Regions from separate parts of the Zea mays genome. Here region 2 is linked to region 1. Evidence: chromatin contacts called from public Hi-C data. All regions are on one chromosome and are shown on one strand. The core of a region is the stretch at or near the end of the contact, and the rest is flanking DNA. Distances in the headings are between cores, read along the strand shown.

Region 1 (5,675 bases), core at 1,948-4,447:
GCGTGTATGGTGGTGCCTACTTGATGACTAATAATGTACGAGGGAACTTCTACCGGCAGGTGTGACACGTGCTTTTCAATGATGAGACCATGCAAATCGTGGCATATATCGAAGTCTGCAAATAGTATGTTTTTGTTGCATTTGGCCGTCGATTTGGGCTCACCAATTTCCTACTTATTAAGACGGTAAGGGGTAGGCTGCCATTCCGTGTTCTGCCATTCCCATTCCCCCTCCCCGCAAAGCCCATTCCCAGTGTTGTGCCGGTGTTCTGTCATTCCCATTCCCCCCTCCCCGCAAAGCTCATTCCCATTTCCGGTTGTCACTGTCTTTCTCATTCCCCCTCCCCGCTCCCGCAAATCCCATTCCCATTCCCACGTGCATCCCACGCCTAGCTAAAATTAAATTAAAAAACACAAATGTGGCCTCAATGGGATTCGAACCTACGACCTCTCAAGCAAATGTGCTTGTAGCTACCACTACACCACATGTGTGTTTATGTCAATATCTGTTACAGTAAAAATATCTACTACATCTCTCCCAAAGCCTACCTGCTACTTTTGCACAATGTGTAGTAGTAGATAACTATCAACGAGATTCCTGAATTATATTTTTGGATGGAGGGAGTAGTATTTAAAGAAGAGCCTTGCAGGCAATTTCTTTTTGTTTGAATAATGTTTTCAACTTAAATTCTTTTTTATATGCGTGACATTTATTCTCCGTAATATTTTTCCATGGATTTGACTTGTGAGTCATTTTCATAAACCAACGCTAAAGATGAATCCATGTTTCTTACTTGGAAACCCCGAACAAACACCACTGGCAGGAGGCGCTCGCGTTGGCATCGCTCATCGACGACGAGAAGAAGCTTGGCGACTGCCACTTCGACCTCTGGAAGCAGTACAACGTGGCCACATGCGTCGCTGTGTTCGGCAAGCTCCGCCGCAGCCGCCGCTTGGACGCGGTCCAGAGCGGTTGCACCACGTTGTCCATCTCAAACAGGGGGACCTCATGGTCGTCACCAATGCTGGCGACTCTTGGGTTGTTCTGGGCACCGCATCCGACAACGGTGCCGTCACACCGTCCAGCTCATCATCACCTGAAGCTCAACCTGCCACGTAAGTCACTACTGACCGGCCATGAATTCTTGTGCACTGGGACGACGGCCGTTGCTGACATTGTGTGAGTGTCCTCGAACAAGATGTATGTAGAGGAGTAGCACATCCGGTGGTGCAACGGCTAGGTGTATTACCTCGCTGATGAGCCCGGGGTGCACTTCGTTTGGCAGCCCAACAAAGAGTCATCGGTACTCGCCATGTCGTGCGCGTACGACGACTACTATATCAAGGAATATGGCGTCATCTTGGCGCTAGAGGTGACGCAGAGGAGGACCGACAGCAATGACCACTCGTCATCGTTGGGGTAGCTTTTGTGCCGGCCTGCCTTTAATTCTCTTCGCAAACACATACACTTGGTTGTTTTGTTAAGCAAGCGTGTATGGTGGTGCCTACCTGATGACTGATAATGTACGAGAGAACTTCTACCGGCAGGTGTGACACGTGCTCTTCAATGATGAGATCATGCAAATCGTGGCATATATCGAAGTCTGCATGATACTGATGGTTGTAATGTAGTAGTGAAACAGCTAAATTAAAATAACAAATTTTATGTATGGCTAGGATTACAAATTTATTATAAAACATTTTCTTATAACAATATAAGACACATTTTGTATATAAGTTATTATATTATTATATGTCCCTGTTGCAACGCACGGGTACTCACCTAGTTGCGGTTGAAGGTTGTTAGGGCTGGATTAGCCGAAAACAAACACAATTCTGGCCTCAGCATGACCCAGCCCGACCAGGCGTGGCTGGTCCTACCTTGCCTTGGTCCGGTTCTTAGAGTTGCTCTTATAGATTACAAGGTGTCAGTTTAATTAGTGGAATTTGTCAACGATCGTGAACAAGCAAACATCTGGCCTCTGTGGTCTGTGAACTTTTTATACTCCGCATGTATTCCGTTGAAGGTCCAGAATGGCAAAGAAAGTGTAGATAATTTTAAATAAATAGTTCTGTATACGACTGTACAAACTAGCAAATGCAATGTGTCCATGCATACATTCCAAATGGCATTCTTGGGGATTCCACTTCGCCGGCACAAGCATCTGGTTTCTGAATTAATCATCTGCCATTGTTAATCCGGTTCTGTCGGTAATACTAATACCCGGCAACGTCTCGTATGTTCAGAGACTTGGGAAGAGAACCGATCAGTCTTCGCCACGCCCCCATCATGACAGACATGACCTGACTTGTGCAAACATAAAGGTTTGTCCCAAGTCAAAGTTTTGAAACTTTGATCAATAATATCTATAAAAGTAATTATTTTTAAATTAAAGAAATTATATACTATGCTAGATGTTTTAATAATAAATATAATAGTTTATTTTTATTTAGTCAATGTTTATAAATATTTTGTTATTAATGGTCAAAGTAAATTTTGATCTAAAACAAACCTTTGTGGCCTTGAGATAAGGAACGGTGGGGAGTATAACAAAGAAAAATAAGGTTTGGCTGGTGACAGTTTAGAAGATTAGCTCAGCCCATCATGTATTCATGTGCATGTCCATGCCCAAACCAAAGCGACCAACTGATTTGCTGCTGAATCTGATGCCACAAATCATAAATGTCTCTGGATGGATCAGGTAGCCAAACGTTGTTCCCGCCTACTGTTCTTATGGAATGGAAGCTTTTTTTTTCCTCCGGCTCTGCACTGCACGTCTGCACGCCCCTTGCCTGTCCAACGGGAGAAAAAAAGGCGGGCATGATGAGGGTGAGGCCAGTGGCCACTGAGAAGGGGCACGTGAAAACCATTTGTGGTAATCACTTCTGTCATCCCATGCGGGACGTCAAAATCATTGCTGTTCCCTGTGGTAATCACTTTCGTTATACATTATCCGCTTGAAACAGAGATTCTACGAAGCAGCAGCGTGTGTGTTGAACCAAACAGCACCACGGTGTCTACTAATAGGACACGCGTGTGTTTGTCTTTAATAATGCGATACTATAAATTGGAAAATGAAAAAATATAGTTATATTTAAATAAATATCTATTTAATCAATGTCTATTTATACGATATACACACACAAAAAATGGTAGCAATTTAAAAAGCCAGCTGGTGCTCCGTGCTCGCAAGGATTCCGCAACGGGCCACTGCTAGGATTTAGGGAAGGGCAGATACGAATTTCGAGAGGCGGTTGCTTTGTTCCGCTTCTGCCGTCGCCGTCCCGATTCCCGTTCGTCGACCTCCAATCGGACGGACGGCAACTGCCCGAACCCCTCTCGCCTCCACCTGGCCTCGCGTCGCCGCGCCGCCGCGACGACCAGCTCGCTCGCACGTCCGTTCTGTTTCTTTCCTCCTGGCAGAGTAGAGTCTGCCCACCACCATCTCCATTCTCCACTACGTGGTCCGTGCCTCCCCCAACCGCCCACTCCCCTCCTTCCCCTCCTCGTCCTTCCCGCTCCTCATGCCCTGGCGACGCCATTGGTAGCTTCGCTTCGTCTGTTGGTCGGAGCGCAGGGGAAGCGAGAGGGGGGAGGGCGAGGGCGCTAGGAGGGGAGGGAGGAGTCCGACGGAGCAGTGGCAAGATGTTCGACAGCTTGCTCAACTCCAAGTTCTACAACAAATGGTACCCAAAGATTGCCTCCTCTTCCTCAGGTTTCTTGGTGCTCCGCTCGCTCTGTTCACGGTCCCAGTTGGATTCGTTCCTTCTCGCGCCTGCTGTTCCTCGGCTCTTGGGTAGTTTCTTCGCTGGGTTTGGATTCCTTTTTCTTTTCGCTGTCAGTTCTTCTCTCTTGTTTCTTTCTCTGGGACGATGGGATGGTATGCTGAATGCGGTTTTCCCTTCCCCACGTCCGCGACGATTTGTTTAACCTGAACGGGAAAAGCGGCTTGGGCTAACTAATCTTTTGTTTTGTCTGTTCCACGACGGATGCAGTAAGCACGCCTTCAAATGCATCCGGACGCGGATGGCTCTGATAAGGCGGAAGAAGCACGCCATGATCCGGTTCCTGAAGAAGGACGTCGCCGACCTCCTCGCCAATGGCCTCGACACCCACGCCTTCCGAAGGGTATGTTTCTCCACCCGGGCTCTCTGTTGTTCAACGTTGCGTATGCATAGCACTAGAGTCGCGAATGTTTATTGTTCTGGGCACAAAGCGAGTAGGAGAGTCTTTGTCTAGGGGTTTAATTCATGGATGCTGCTATATTTTACAATCGCCTTTGCACCTTTTTGGCTCAAGATCTTTGCTGGTTGCTGATCTTCGGGTGTTCTGTTTCCTGGCATTAATTGCAATTTGGAATGCAGATAGATGGCCTCTTAGTTGAGCTGAACCATGCTTCTTGCTATGATATGATCGAAGGATTCTGTCATTACATTGGGAAGCAACTGGGAAGCCTTCAGAAGCAGAGGTAAATAAATCCAATCGGCTCAACTAAAATTCGGTTTTGTTTCCTCGCTTCTGTTTTCGACGACGGTAGCACTATGAAATTAATCCACAAAACACATTGTTAATGGGCATGAGTGTTGGTTACATAGTTATGAGCCTTATGGCATATCACCCCATGTCCGCCGGGGCCGACGGCTGCGATGCATTTTGTCAAGTAATCAAGACAGTAGTTCAATAGTGCTAGCATTCATAATGGTTCTGCTTGTATGTTTGGTGTTAGTAAAAATACTCTCATAGTTCAGTTAGTGAATTCCAAGCTTCCAACTACCCTTTAGTAGTGTGCGAAGAGTGCAAACAGAAAAGCGTTATCCTGATGCTCAAACAATGAACCCATTTTGTTTTGTGTTTTTTTCTTTCCAAACAGGGATTGCCCCCCAGAATTCAGGGAAGCTGTCTCAACCCTGATATTTGCTGCTGCTCGCTATCCTGATTTACCTGAACTTTGTGACCTAAGGCACATATTCACAGAAAGATATGGAAATTTTGTTGAGCATTTTGTTAGCCAGGAGGTACGCAATATGATGCTAATATGTTGTTATTGAATTGTCTTATGCTTTTGTGGTCCTTTGCTTTACACACAATATTATAATTTGATCCTTCTGTCTGCAGTTCATTCGGAAACTTGACAGTACAGAGTTCACTAATGAGGAAAGGTTCCAAGTCATGCAAAGTGTTGCTGAAGAATTATCCGTCAGTTTTGATGCCAAGGAATTGGAACTCAAGTTATGGGCCTCACTACAAACAGAACATGTAAGTCCTCCACAAATTTATTACCTATTTTTCCAAAACAAATTTATTACATGAACTGTGATGTAGGCACACTAAAATGTCCTTAACTTGAAATCATTTAATGTGTTTTACACTTTCCCTTAGGATATGCTTGAGAAGGGTTCAAGGAAGCCAGCAGAACTAGCAATGCCTTCATCGAGCAAGCAGATATGTGTCGAGAATGCTTCATGTGAAGAACAAGAGGATATCCTTGAGAAGAGTTTGACAAGGCCAACAGAACCAGCAATGTCTTTATTTGACAAGACAAAGTACAATGGGGATGCTCCATGTGAAAGAAAAAATAAGGATATGCTTGAGAATTACTCAACCAAGCCCATAGAACTAGCAACTGCTTCATCCAACAAGCAGAAGGTTACTGAGAATGTTCCAGGTAAAAGAAA
Region 2 (5,431 bases), core at 2,669-5,168, 140 kb before region 1:
GATCAACTAAAAGCAACTGCTTAACCTTAACTCCATATACAGCTAGTCCACTTTAGCCAAACGGGACATTTGCTGAGTACGTTGATATGTACTCACCCTTGCTTTACAAACCACCCACCCCAGATTGTCCCCACTCCTCAGTGCTCAGGAGGAGATGCTGGCAACATGGAGGACTTTGAGGAGTTTCAGGACTACGATGAGTTCTAGTTTATTTTAGTGGCAAACCCCCAGTCAGTTGTCTGTGAAGGCCTTATCTTCTACGTTTCGTATTTCCACGCTTTGATGTTAATGACTATGTTATAAACGCAGTGGATGTCTTGGACATCTTGTTGTAATAAAGTACTTTTCCACTATTTATTTTGAGCATTGTGTGATGATGTCCAATTATGTAATCGCTGTGTAGGTGAGTTTTTTATCCTAGCACGTACATGGTTCGCATTCGGTTTACCTTCCAAAACCGGGTGTGACAGACTACGAAGGTACTTTACATAACATAGCTTAGAGGTAGTGATTTAACCAACTCTATAAAAATAAATTAATTATTTCTACCATAAACATGTGTCTACTTTTAGTTTTATCTTTTCATTTTAAAAGGAAAATGTCATCATATTAATCGGAGGTTAAATAATTTTATTAATAAATTAAACCACTGATTGGACTACACTATTTGAATTATCATGAACACGGGTACTACTTATATTATCTCAATGTTAATAAAGCTTCTATTATTTATTTAGTGGATCTAAATTAAGTATATGAACTTATGAGTACAAACTTGTCGACTAATTCTAGAATTCATTATAAACAAAGTTAATTATTAAATTACTCACCTAATGTTTTCATCACTAACACGTGGTCTACCAAATCATGTCATTTTTCTAAACACAAATTCCAAAATAACTATAAACCATTAACATACATCGTACGATAGATAATAATATACTAGTTCATCGCATACACTTAAAATCAATTGTTTACATACACATGATTTCCAAATCACAATATCCACAAATTCAAACAAATAATTACAAAAATCTTGAACTAATTCAAACATGATTTTGAAAATTGAATAAAAATTTGTGCTCTCTTCAACTTGCTCTCGGACTGTGTGCAGGTACGACTCGAAGAATGGAGGGTCGTCTTCGGCGAGCAGGGCGGTCGGCCGCGAGGTCACGGGCGCGGCCGGGGCTAGGACACGGTGCGGCTGAGGACAGGGACACGGCGCGGCGCGGCCAGGCTCGGCGGCTCCGGCGGCGACGTGGGAGAGTGAGAAGTGAGGAAGGGAGAGTGAGAGGGAGGGAGCTCGGTGAATGGAAGGGAGCTCCGGCAGGAGCCGACTTTTTATAGAGGGAGGAGAGGGAGAGCCGGGGAGAGAGAGGGTCGGCGGGGAGAGGGAGAAAGAGGCTGGCGGCCATTGATGGCGGTCGTTTCTCTATCAATGGAGAATGAGTGGGGGAGAGGAAGAGGGAGGCGTGTGGCGGCTGTTTCGGGTCCGGGCGTGGGCGGCTTGGCCGGGGAGGCGAGGAGGCTCAGCCGGGGTCGAACGCGGCCAGGGCGGTGCGGCGCACGCGCGGCTAGAGGAAGGGGAAGGGACTGGGGTGGGCCCCGCCTGTAAGTGGGAGAGAGAGGAAGGGGAGTGCGGCTGGGCCGGTTAAGCCTATATGAGCCGAATTCGAGCAGTTCGACTAGGGTTTCATAAATATGTTTTTTATCTCCCATAAAAATATAAATAAATATATTTTTAAATATATCAAAAATTGAAATAATTATAATAAAATCATTTATAGTTAAAATATTTATTTTTGGACCAAAGTTCCTATTTTAATTAAATGGGTTTCACATAAAAGGGATTTTATAAAATCATCAATCAATTATGAGCAAACAAAAATCATTCTTCAAAGAGAAATGAGATCAAACACTTGATTTAAATTTTTACTTTACTCACTATTAGGTTTTAAATAACTATTAATGTATTATTTTAAAATAATGGATTTGAGGTGTTACATATATTGGATTTCACCCCGGCGAATCAAAGTAGTAAGATCGTTTTGGATCCCCGCTGAGCCAAAAGTCGTTGCGGCTGGTGCTGAGTCGCCATGTCCACCTCAACAAATCGCCGCTCAACTGACATTCCTATAGTCCTACCGCCTACGTACAACTATCTTGACTAAGGAGCTGTTTGGTATTACGCCTAAACTACCACCTCCCGCCAGACTTTTGCTGCCGCAGGTGTGGCGGCCGATTCGGCCGCCGCGGCCTAGGCGCGGCGTGGCGTCGGGCGTAAGACACCAAACTGGCCCTAAGAGTTCTCAACTACTTCCACCGGCCACTATGCTGCCACCTCCTCCGCCCACCGCTAGCGTCTTCGGCTCCAGCCACCTCCTCCGCCTGCCTACGTCCACCACAGTCCCCTAGACGTCTTTGGATCCGGCTACCTTGTCCGTCCAGCGCGTTTGTTGGACATGTCTGGCACCTGTCAGGCCCTGCCCGATGCTAGGGTTTGGGCGATGACGTCCACCGTCTGACGCCCGGAGAGATCTCACCCGCTTTGTTCCATCAAGTTGCGAAGTAATGGAGGTGCTCTGCATAGGAACAACAAATAACAAGTTTGAGGAGTTGTTTTTCCTCGCGGCGCAACTCCACTCCAACAGACCACGACAACTGACATGTAGACCACAACAATCCGTTAGGACATAATAGAATTCTGACCAAAGATTGGATCCTTAAAAGACATATTTTAAAAGTTTATGGAACTGGTTGACACAGCCAAACAAGTTTAAAGTTTGAAATTGAATTTTACTCTATATTAAACTTTTCTAACTTTAATTATATGTATAGAAAAGCAAACAAATATTTATAATATTAAGCCACTAGATATAATATAAAATATATTAATAGTGTTTTAGTTTGATAACGTAAATTTAATGTACTTTTCAATAATAATTTTGGTCAAAGCTAAATGAGTCCGATTTAACGTTTAGAGTGACCTAGGGCGTGTGCAACCCTAAGACTCTAGTCGATTTTTCAAGTACAAAAGACAAATAAGATTTTATTTGGATACACTCCGGTTTCTTTAAAATTGGTTCTTAGACTTATTTTCTAGAAACTAGCTTTTAGAAGAAAAAATGAATAACGTGTTTTGATCTAGTAGTTTTTTAAAATTGGTCTCTATACCCTTTCTTTGTTTAAAGATTTCTGGGTCAGTTCCCGCGCATTTTACTTTGCTCGCGACCGTACAAGATTTTATTATATTATTAGTAATACGGAGTATTAGCTAGCGACTCATGATGCACCTGGAACATGAAGGGATCACGACGCAAGGTGGGTACGGCACCCCACACCGGCGTTCGTGATTTTCCTTCCCAGAAATTGCAGCGGCGAATCATAGTGGAGAAGAAGACACACACACGACTCACGATTTCCTTTCGAGAAGGAGTATTTTCTTTCTCATAAAGGTAGCACATAATTAACCATTCAAAATTTGGTTTTATCTGAGGTGATCAGATTCTTGGTTTCTAAGAAACCAGGAAACTAGTTTTAAAAACTGAATAAAATTTTGGTCTCTTTGGAAACCAATTTCTAACAAACCTGATGGATTCAAACGGGATTTAATAGGTTGTATGATATAACTTTGATCTTTTAGATAATAAATACAGTTAAAATATAATATGTATTGAGAGTCATGCAAAAGCAAATTTTTTCAGAAAAGCCTGTGTCTTGTTTTTAATTAATTTTCGTAAAAATATTAAATGAGGTTTATATGCCGTTATATGAAACGGAGGGAGCTCGTAATCAAAATAGGATCGTTTTGGATCCCCATAGAGCCAAAAGTCAATGAAGTCGTTGCGACTGGTGCTGAGTGGTCGTGTCCACCTCACCGAATCACCGCTCAACCGTCATTCCTACAGGCTACAGTCCTACGTACAGCCATCTGGACCAGAGTTCTCAACTACTGCCGCCGGCCACCTCCTCCGCCCGCCGCCAGCGTCTCCGGCTCCGATCACCTCCCCCGCCCGCTTACGGCCATCTCCCCGCCCACCTACGGCCACCGCCGCCCGCGAAGGCGTCTCCGGATCCGGCCACCTCCTCCGCCCAGCGTGTTTACCGGACACGTCTGCCACCCGTCAGGCCCTGCCCGACGCTAGGGTTGGGCGACGGCGTCCACCGGCTGACGCCCGGGGAGATCTCGCCCGCTCTGCTCCATCCAGGTGCGAAGTAATGGAGGTGCTCTGCATCGGAACAGCGGATACCAAGTTTGAGGAGCTGCTTTTCCTCGCGGCGCAACTCCGCTCCGCCCTCGCCGCCTCTGGCTCCGACTCGAAGGTATACCCATTCGCAGTCTTCGCATCGTCTTGTCGTTCCCTCGTCCTCCAGTAGGACCTGTGGAGTAGTCGAGAGTTACAACTGCTCTGGGGGCAGTGTTGCTCCTAGTCCTATGCTTGATGCCAGAATTGGTTCGCAAATCTTCATTATTTGACCTCATTTATCTCTGGAATAATGTTTTCTTATTCTCGGAGGCCGTAGTAGGAAATTAAATGGAATGGTATCCGTTGTTTTGAGTACCTCCTACATCGTGTATCCAATTAGCTGTGATGCAGGAATGGAACTTGGTCGAATAGTAAGGTTGCAACTTGCAGTGCAGGAACTCAAATTTACGTGCTCTTCCACATATGATTCTAATTGGCAAGGTATAGTTCTTAGGCAGTAAGATCAAGGGCTAAAGATAGGTTTATGAGTTTTAGTGTAACAAGGCGATCTGTCTCCCATCAATAGGGCTAATTTAGCTATCTCCCATCAAGAGATGCAATATTGTTGGCACCTTTGCCATTTATTTTTCAGCTATAGGCTTACAGCTGCAGTATTCCAGGTCAGGAATTATCTAATGAAATTCAGCTAACATGTGTTGGGAATTTGGGATGGTTTTGCAGGTTCAAGTGAGCATAGTGGATGTCTCCACAACTGAAAAGACAACGGCAAATGATTTCAAAGACATCATATTTATCCCTAGAAATACAATTCTTTCATGTCATTTGGGTGTTGACCAACATAATCTTCCAGATAACAGAGGTGAAGCAATTGCACTCATGTCAAAGGCTCTTCAGAGCTTCCTTAAAAAAAGATATGACAGTGGTATGCTGGTGGGTGCTGTTGGTTTAGGAGGCAGTGGAGGAACTGCACTAATTGCTCCTGCTCTGAGGTTGTTGCCACTTGGAGTGCCTAAGCTTATTGTATCTACTGTTGCCAGTGGTCACACTACACCTTATGTTGAAACATCTGATTTGGTCTTGTTTCCTTCGGTTGTTGACATCTGTGGAATAAACAGTGTCAGTCGTGTTATATTATCTAATGCTGCAGCAGCTTTTGCTGGAATGGTACATGGAATCTTGTCGGCGTCCAATGAGTCTGATGAAACGTCAACAAAGCCAACTGT

The links. A called contact is a pair of places that touch in the nucleus more often than the background predicts.
Region 2: a Hi-C map of ear shows a contact between it and region 1, with 4 times the contacts expected there. The contact joins the promoter of LOC100383424 here to the promoter of LOC103628194 in region 1. A contact is called at or near these places in 13 of 25 Hi-C or Micro-C datasets (bundle sheath, ear, endosperm and 6 more).

What each region holds. Positions count from the first base shown.
Region 1 is chr5:51,569,950-51,575,624 of Zm-B73-REFERENCE-NAM-5.0, reverse strand. It overlaps LOC103628194, which reads left to right and starts at 3,197. Exons shown (of 6, transcript XM_020538379.2): 1 at 3,197-3,686; 2 at 3,996-4,128; 3 at 4,365-4,468; 4 at 4,871-5,015; 5 at 5,116-5,256; 6 at 5,380-5,675. The coding sequence starts at 3,646.
Region 2 is chr5:51,713,066-51,718,496 of Zm-B73-REFERENCE-NAM-5.0, reverse strand. It overlaps LOC100383424 (TIM-barrel signal transduction protein), which reads left to right and starts at 3,918. Exons shown (of 9, transcript NM_001176076.1): 1 at 3,918-4,323; 2 at 4,929-5,431. The coding sequence starts at 4,219.